3 separate regions of the Gossypium raimondii genome follow, and all the other regions are linked to region 3. The links are chromatin contacts, called in public Hi-C maps. All regions are on one chromosome and are shown on one strand. The core of a region is the stretch at or near the end of the contact, and the rest is flanking DNA. Distances in the headings are between cores, read along the strand shown. Region 1 holds the start of LOC105804015 (probable N-acetyltransferase HLS1). Region 2 holds the start of LOC105804016 (BTB/POZ domain-containing protein NPY4). Region 3 holds the start of LOC105804014 (casein kinase II subunit alpha).

What was found. A called contact is a pair of places that touch in the nucleus more often than the background predicts.
Region 1: a Hi-C map of leaf shows a contact between it and region 3, with 2.6 times the contacts expected there. The contact joins the promoter of LOC105804015 here to the promoter of LOC105804014 in region 3. A contact is called at or near these places in 2 of 2 Hi-C or Micro-C datasets (both in leaf).
Region 2: a Hi-C map of leaf shows a contact between it and region 3, with 1.8 times the contacts expected there. The contact joins the promoter of LOC105804016 here to the promoter of LOC105804014 in region 3. A contact is called at or near these places in 2 of 2 Hi-C or Micro-C datasets (both in leaf).

The regions. Positions count from the first base shown.
Region 1 is chr11:37,197,965-37,200,731 of ASM2569854v1, forward strand. LOC105804015 (probable N-acetyltransferase HLS1) reads right to left here and starts at 1,516. Exons shown (of 3, transcript XM_012636491.2): 1 at 1,188-1,516; 2 at 869-1,044; 3 at 1-772. The coding sequence starts at 1,367.
Region 2 is chr11:37,156,164-37,158,863 of ASM2569854v1, forward strand. LOC105804016 (BTB/POZ domain-containing protein NPY4) reads left to right here and starts at 1,293. Exons shown (of 5, transcript XM_052623136.1): 1 at 1,293-1,899; 2 at 2,426-2,700.
Region 3 is chr11:37,352,365-37,355,064 of ASM2569854v1, forward strand. It overlaps LOC105804014 (casein kinase II subunit alpha), which reads right to left and starts at 1,343. Exons shown (of 10, transcript XM_012636490.2): 1 at 951-1,343; 2 at 572-701; 3 at 306-500. The coding sequence starts at 1,324.

The sequences.
Region 1 (2,767 bases), core at 266-2,765, 150 kb before region 3:
GATACACCATAAATCTTGATCACATGATAAACTCTTCCAATGTGGGACCCCGATTTTCAACGGCTCAAGATTCGCCACCTCAGTCGCCACCACACTGCACCCTCCTTGTTTAGCCAAGTTATGCGCGTGTGCACACAATGCATTCACAAACTTGGCCGCGCGTGGACCTTCCCCTCCCAATCCGTACAAAAAGTGCAAACCGAACGGCCTAAACACTTCCGGGATCGAGGGTAATCTAAAAAACGGCAATAACTTGTCCACGATCCTTGTCGTTTTAGCCAACGCCTTCGTCATCCTCGACGCCCCTCGAACTTCCAGCCTAAACACGTCCTTGCTATTCCAAACACTCAAAACAGCCCACGACTCTGGCGGGTCTGATAAAAACTTATCCGACCCGGGCCAAGATTTTTGCGTGTAACATCCTCCACGTGGCACGGCCAAAAAGGTTCCAATGTTAAGTCTATTATTAAGAACCGAGTCAATGTCGCGAGGGAAGAACTCGGTGGTGGAGAACCGGCGGCGGTATAGCAACTCAGCGTCGGACTGCGGAAGCTTGATTAGAGTGACCCGATTGGAAACGGGGAGTTGATGTGCGAAAACGGGGTTAACCAAAATAGAAGGAGTACGGAACTTGGAGTAACCGCATTTATCAGTGAAGAGCTTAACAGAAGGTTTGTTGTCGTTTTCCGTTGCTAAGTAGGAATATTCAGCGCCGTTTAGGACAAACCAATCTTCCATTCCACGGACCAGCTTTAACCCAATTCCCATTCTCCTGTGGATAAAAAACCCAACAAAGAAATCAAAATAATTCATTTACTAATGTATTAACGTACTAAAAATGATCTGTTGGGGCATTTATAGTAAATACCGGTGGGAAGGGGAGACCCGAAGGCCTAAAATGTAAGCGAGTTTGGTGTATACAGGGAAGGGTTTAGTGGGATGATTGCTTTTGCCATTGCGATAAAGCTTTTTGCCGCATGTAACGGTTTTAATGCAACCTCGAATCATCCCAACTATTTCTTTTGTGGAGCTTAACTCAGCCACCTGCTTGTTTACAAAGATGCAGAAAATAGTAATGTTAAAGGCTGTATTTATTATACGTAGATAAATAGTGGAATTTAGTAATGGAGATTAAATTTTTTTTTAAAAAAAGGGACAAAAGTGAGGAGGGATATCATATACAGTACCAGCATGAGAAAAGCAGGGGAATGGCGGACCCGGCAAATAGGGTCGCCTAAGAGGTCTGTAAAGAGAGAGAGTTTGCCGCTGGGACCAACCTCGCATCTTTTTTCAACTTCTTCTACACTTGTTAAATCCTTGCTCGGATCAAACTCTCTTATTACTAAAACACACTTGTCATCTCCCATGATTTTTCCTTTTTAACTCTCAATTGCACAAGTAAAGAACAACGGACACCACTTCTGCAAGACACCACGAATGAAGAAAAAGCTTAGGAAGTCTGTGGAAACCAGAGGTTGTTGTATGTTAGGTTTGCTTTTGAGGAAGAGGAGATACTGAGAAGAAGTTCATCGACGGAGAAACAATCGGGTTGAAGCTGCCTCTTAAATACTAATGAATTGGGGAATATTTTTATTTTATAAAAAAACAAAAGCCTTTTTATTTACACCCCCCCCCCCCCCGTCTCTCTAGAATAGAATCTCAAACACTTTCCTTTTTGTTTTTAATAATTCAGTGCTTTGAAGTCCCTTTCTCTTCTTCTGTCTTCTCTTTTGTCTGTCCATGTATCTTCCCTTTCTCCCACTTTTAAGACTAGTGACAAATGTTGTCATAAATAAAATTTAAATGGGAGCAGTAAATAAAAGAATATTATTAATCATCACAAAAAAGGGAGGAAGTGGAAATGGCGGCTATGGCTGCGGGGTCTGCTCAGTGTTTTCTTTTTGATTAATTTCTCTTCCACTTGGTAAAAATATTTTCTCAGTTTCTTCAAATCATCCTTATCAAAATAATTTAATCCTCGTAATATTTTCATCATTTTAATTATTGATATAATAACAAAGCGTAAACTCCACCATATCCCACTAAATCTTAATTAATTTTTAATTTGTATCATCGAATTTTCGAAACTTACAAAAATATTACTAACATTATTGCATTATTATAAAATATCATTAATATTATCAAGTTATATCACTTTAACTGTGTTTAAAAAATATATTTTTATATTCACCAAAAATATATTTTTTATTTCTTTTCTTTTTTTCCTTATTTTATTTTCTCTCTTTTCTTTTTCTTCTTCTTCTTCTTCTTCTTCCTTTCTTTCCATCTTATCTCCCTTTCCAGTAAACCCTATCCGCCACCGATTCCACCATCGCCACTGGCTTCCTCGGACATCGAACCCACCGGTGGATCTCCCAAGACTATCCCTTGATTTCGATAAGCCTAGCCCCAACCCTTAATCCTATCAAAGTTTGAAGTTTTTTTCTTTTTCAACATTTAAGCTTGAAAATGAAGAGAATATGATTGACTTCAGCATATGAAGACAACCCCGAGGAAGAAGGAGTATAACTAATGCGTGGAGTTCTATGTGCTTTATTATTATTATTGCAAAGTTTCTAATTTGTTTTTTGTTACGGTAGGGAAAGAAAACATGGAAGCATTATGCAACCCATATTTAAGGTTCTTTTTGGTTACTACATGTTAGCCTTTTCTTCTCTATTTGTTTCCATTTTTCGTCTCTTTGCTCTCTCTTTCACTCTAGATGAAGCATGACGTTTCTTTGAAGAAAAAAGTTCATTCAAAATGT
Region 2 (2,700 bases), core at 43-2,542, 200 kb before region 3:
TTGTTTAAGAAAAAATACATCAAATTTTATTTTTGAAGTTAATATCTGGCTTCTTATTTTTTTATTATTAAATCTTATTAAGTAAAAACGTTAAAGAAGTGTTTCGGTAAGAAACAATTTCTTACGATTTTGTAGTCTTTTTTGGTGAACAAAGCCACGTGAAACCCTGAGAGGGGACCAGGCCCATTCCACAATATCACAATAAAAAATAAATGTAGCTGCTGCTATAATATTCGGTAAAAAAACTCTCCAATGGTTGTCTATTTCGAAATCAACCAAATTAATCTCTCTAAAAAATTTATATAGTTAATTTTGAAAATGACAATGAAGAATAATTAATTAAATGGTTATTTCCTTTCGTCAATTATGTATACTTTTCGTCAATTTATTTCGCAATATTTACATATTTTAATAATTTAGTCTTGATTTTAAAATATATAATAGATTTAGCCTTAACATTTACATATTTATAAAAATATTATAGACTAAAATCATGACCGAATGATAAAATGTGTAAAATATGAGGGCTAACTTTGTTATGATACAAATCAAATTCATTTAAAATTGAGAAAAGCATAAACACCTTAATTAAGTGTCTTTAATTGTTCACTTTCAAAATTAACAACGATTACATTACTCTAATTTTTTGAGAGGTACCAATTTGTTCAATATTAAAATTAAAGGGACTAGAGAGGTCTTTACCATCATTATTTAACTTCTATTTTATTTTAATTTACTTCAAAATATTTTATTTTATACTACTTTTAAAAATGACGTTGAATGTCTATAATCTTATTTTTCCTTGTATCGTCTTAAAGTTACGTCATTTTCATGCTTAAATATTTTATGATTTTTATAGTAATATATATATACTAAAATCAATATATATTTATATTTTAAAGTTAGTGGGCTTTGGACAAAGGAACTAACTATAAAGAAAAAAAAAATGAGATGGATGGCATTATTATCAAAGTAAGAGATGGGGGGATGGAAGGGGTGTTATGCAATAGGGTTAAACAGGCGATGGTATTCATGGACACTAAAACCAAGTTAAGGTCAGAAGTTTGGATAGACAATTAAGTGTGGTAAATTTATTTTTATTTTACCTTATAATATTGATATAATTTTTTAATTTTATTATTATTGTTATTTTTACATTAATCGTGTGTGCCGTTTGTTTAAACTTACACTAAAAATGTAAGACAGTGAATCCAAGTACCAAAATACAAAAAAACCATTGAAATTCATCACTTTGGTGGAGGTGGGGGTCCCCCTTGTTTTTTCTTTAATCAAAGTTTCTGGCTTTGCAAAGGTTAATTATAAAGAAGTTCACATATTTTTTTGCAAAACCCGAAAAGGAAGAGTGGTGAAGCTTGGGTTTTTATTTAATAGATATTTAAATAGAGTGTTTGGGGTTTTTTTTTGGAGTGAAGCGTGGTGGCCTGGTGGGGGTTGAAATCAGAATATATGTGGGATAAGAGGGTAAGGATTTTTGTAGTGGTGGCGGTGGGGAGTGGTGGTGCTGATTCAAAGGAGATGAGAGGGAACATTCTGAGATTTGGCTTTTTGTGGGAAAATGTTAAATAGAAGGGATAGAGGGAAGTGATGGGTGTCAAAAGATGAGGACCAGCTCCTCTTTTTGATGTGATTTTTGGTCGGGTAGTTTTTATGCTATGTGGGGTTTGGTTTTCTTGTTTTTTCGTTTTGGTGTTTATTTGGTGTTGTGGCTAAAAGGGTAATAGCGGTTGCTTCATGCACTGCAGTGGACAGTTAACATCCTGCTTACTCTTTGAGTGTTAATGATATATTGATGTTGGATTCTTGGTACTTGGAAGGGCAATAATAGTAAAGGGAGCTGCTTTGGGACATATAAGGCTCTTTTCTAGTGACCCCTCCAAGGTATGCTTAGATTCTAATGCTCCACATCTTCTCCTCTTCTTCTGTATGGTTTTTTTGAGGTGGCCTATTGTTGAATCAACCACTTTGTTTTCTTTCAGTTTGAGGTTTATTTTTAGTCCTTTTTTCTTTTGGTTTTCTTCTTCTTTTTCTTTACCTCAGAGGAATTAATTTCACAAGTGAAGATATGATCTTGTTGATCATCCCACTTTTTGTGTTTTCGAGTCTTTATAAAGTTCCCTCATTGTTTTGCTTTTAAAACAACCAAGGGGAGATGTTCTTTGTGGTTCAGTTGTTAGTGCTTTATTTTGATGAAAGTATAAACTATTTCCTGAATTTTGATTTGTGATCAATTTACCCGTTTCAGCTCTCCACTTTTAGAGCAATATTCTTGGACTTGATTATTTGAGTAAATTTTTATTTATTTTTTATTCTTTTCCCTTTTAGAAACCTCCAAAAAATGATGCTCCATGTCCACTAAGTTGTTTTCTTCAACTCATACCGAGAAATGATGTCTCTTTCCTTGCAGGTTTTCTACCTTAAGCATAGGAGTAAAAGGTTAGAGTTTCCTTAATACAAGAGTTGTAAAGGAATGTGCATCCTGGGTTTTGGGGTATAGAGATTTTTTTTTTTCATTTTGTGGACCAGAAAAAAAGTTCATGGCAGTGTAGTGTGAGAGAGAGAGAGAGAGAGAGATATCCATTGAAAGTAGAAAAACAAAGAGAATAAGATTAAACAAATAAGGGAAAGGGCGGTGGTGTCAGTTATAAGCAAGTGGGTTTGTCTTTGGCTTTGAGAATTATA
Region 3 (2,700 bases), core at 93-2,592:
CCACCATCTCAATACAACAATACCTTCCTGATTTATGAGAACAACATTGACATAGGATAAATGACTACATTTAATCTAATTTTGAAGTTTAATCAACAGAAATATACTTCTAGTTCTTTGACTAGAGGCTAGGTACCAAAACCAAAGGAAATCATCTCTCATCCCCCATCATGAACTAGTTGAACATAATGTATAATTGCAGCGAGGGCTCCTTATGCCTACAAATATGCATCTCATTTCAACTTCAAATTCAATGTCAGTAGTATCTCTGAATAAACAAAGCAACTAGCAAATCATGTACTTGCCTTCAGAAGTTCATAGATATAATATCGAATATCATAATCAGACAGCGTCGGATAAAGCACTTTAAAATCCGTATTATTCACATATTCAAATATAAGACTTGGAGTCTTCGACTGCTGATCCCTAACTATATCCAGCAACTTCACAATATTCGGCCCTCCACAAAGATTCTGCAGTATTTTAATCTCCCTCTTAATCTGCATTCCAAACAGTCATTCTTAATTAAACCAACTTACATTAAACACAATTAAATTTAAGTAATACAAACCTTCTTCTTCTTGACCGGTTTGAGAATCTTGATAACACATTTCTCGTTATCCGTAATATGAACCCCCTCGAAAACCTCACTGTATTTCCCTCGCCCGACTTTCCTCACCACCTCGTAATCATCTTGTTCGCTGCCAAAACCATACTCAAATCAATCAATTAAACAAATCATTACGATGTTTCCAATAACCAGTTAAGTTCAATCTAACATTCCAGCCAATATAAAATAAAAACCCTAAGATTCAAATTTCCAATAACCAAACTGCATTAAATATAAAAGTTTCAAACTATTAAAATAAAACAAATTACAGGTAGCAATACGTATATGGAAAATAGAGGGTTCGTAGGTAGAAGGGAGAATAGGAAGGAAAATAAAATACCCCCATTGAACAGTGAGGAGCTCGTAGTCCCAATATTCTTTAGGACGAATAACGTTGACATCGGCGTAAACCCTAGATTTAGATGGGGCGCCAGGGCGCCTGTTGGATTTTCCGATCTTTTGAGCCAGGGTTTCGGCTTCTTTTAGCTCCTTTAAACAAAGGCCTTTTTTGTGTTGCTGTTGTTGTTGAGAGAAGGGAAAGTATGAGGTTTTGGAGACGATTCCACGGAGAAGATAGGGAGAGGGAAGAGAGAGAGCGGAAGTTAAGGAGGAGAGGAGGGAGAGGCTAAGACGGTGGTGGCGGTGGTGGTGGTGCTGGTGATGATAATGGTGGTCAAGAGAGATTATTATGAAATTCAAGGACCTTATGGCCATTTACAGCTTGGCTTCTCACGAAAAAGAAGGGCAGGTTTTTCTTTTCTTACTAAACGACAACGTTTTCTAACTTAATTGTTTAAAAAAAACAACATGCACAACAATAGCAAACGCGCCGTTTAGTCAATTGCTATCCCTATGCTTATGGTTCTGAAAGTCCGGACTAACACAATTCGGATGAACCATCGGATAATACCCAACCCATTAATCTTTCATAATCAATTAATTATTTTATTAGATTTACATGCTCTTTATTAGGTTTGTTTATATGAAAATGTTCTTCTTTTATTATTTATTATTTATTACAATATTTGTATACAAAATTATTTTTGAGAATACAACTTTAAGAATTTCTCAACATCTAAAAGTGTTATGTTTAGTGAGACTATTTACATTGCTAAGTTTTTTTACTGTGAATTGGAATCATGATAATTATTTTGAAATGATTACACTATCTAGACATACATTGATATCGAGTTTTGAATAATAGTTTAAAAATTCTAATAAAACTTTAATTTAAAATACATATAAATAACCTATCAAACTTGTTAGTTTTTCATAGAAAATAAAAAATATCATCTTCTACAGTCTACCATATCCTACATTAATAAGTATATCAAACTTTTAATTTCCTAACATATCATAATGGTGGTTCACTTATTGAGATCTAAACAATGACATGTTGTCAAGAATGCAGTAACATTAGAGTATTCTTTTGTAGCTCGACTTTACGGTAATATGGGTTTAGATTACCTAATGAAAAAATAATTCCTCTGTTAATGGAACGAGGCAAAATTGGAGAGTATGTGCGAGAGTTCAGGGAACTTGTAACAGCCCGTTTTTAGTAAAATTGGAACAATGGTTTCGGGACCACAAATCTGAGTCCGAAAAGAATTTTTTTTAATATTATTTTATGGTTTGAATTATAATAAGAAAATCGTATGAAAATTTTGTTAAGAAAATTTTACCGATTACATGTTTAATTGATAAAAGGACCAAATTGCATGAAATGCAAAAGTTGGTTTCTAGTAGCTATAAGTATCAAATAGCTATGAAATTCAAAGTTTGAGGTCCTTATATAGCAAATAGACCATTAAGAGAAATTAGTAGATAAGGATGATGATTCATCCATGGAAATTTAATTAAAGAAAAGGATGAAATTGGAAATAAAAGATATTAAAAGATGATAAATGATTAAATAAAGAAAATATCATCATTTATCATCGTCTTTCCCAAAATTTTTTATGGAAACCCTTGGTAAGAGAAAAGAGCTCAAGCAAGCTTTCTTGGCTTAATTAGGTATGAATTCTTGTCCCGTTTTTAGTAATTTTTATGTTTCCGATATTGTAATAGCATAATTAAGCTATTTTGGGGAT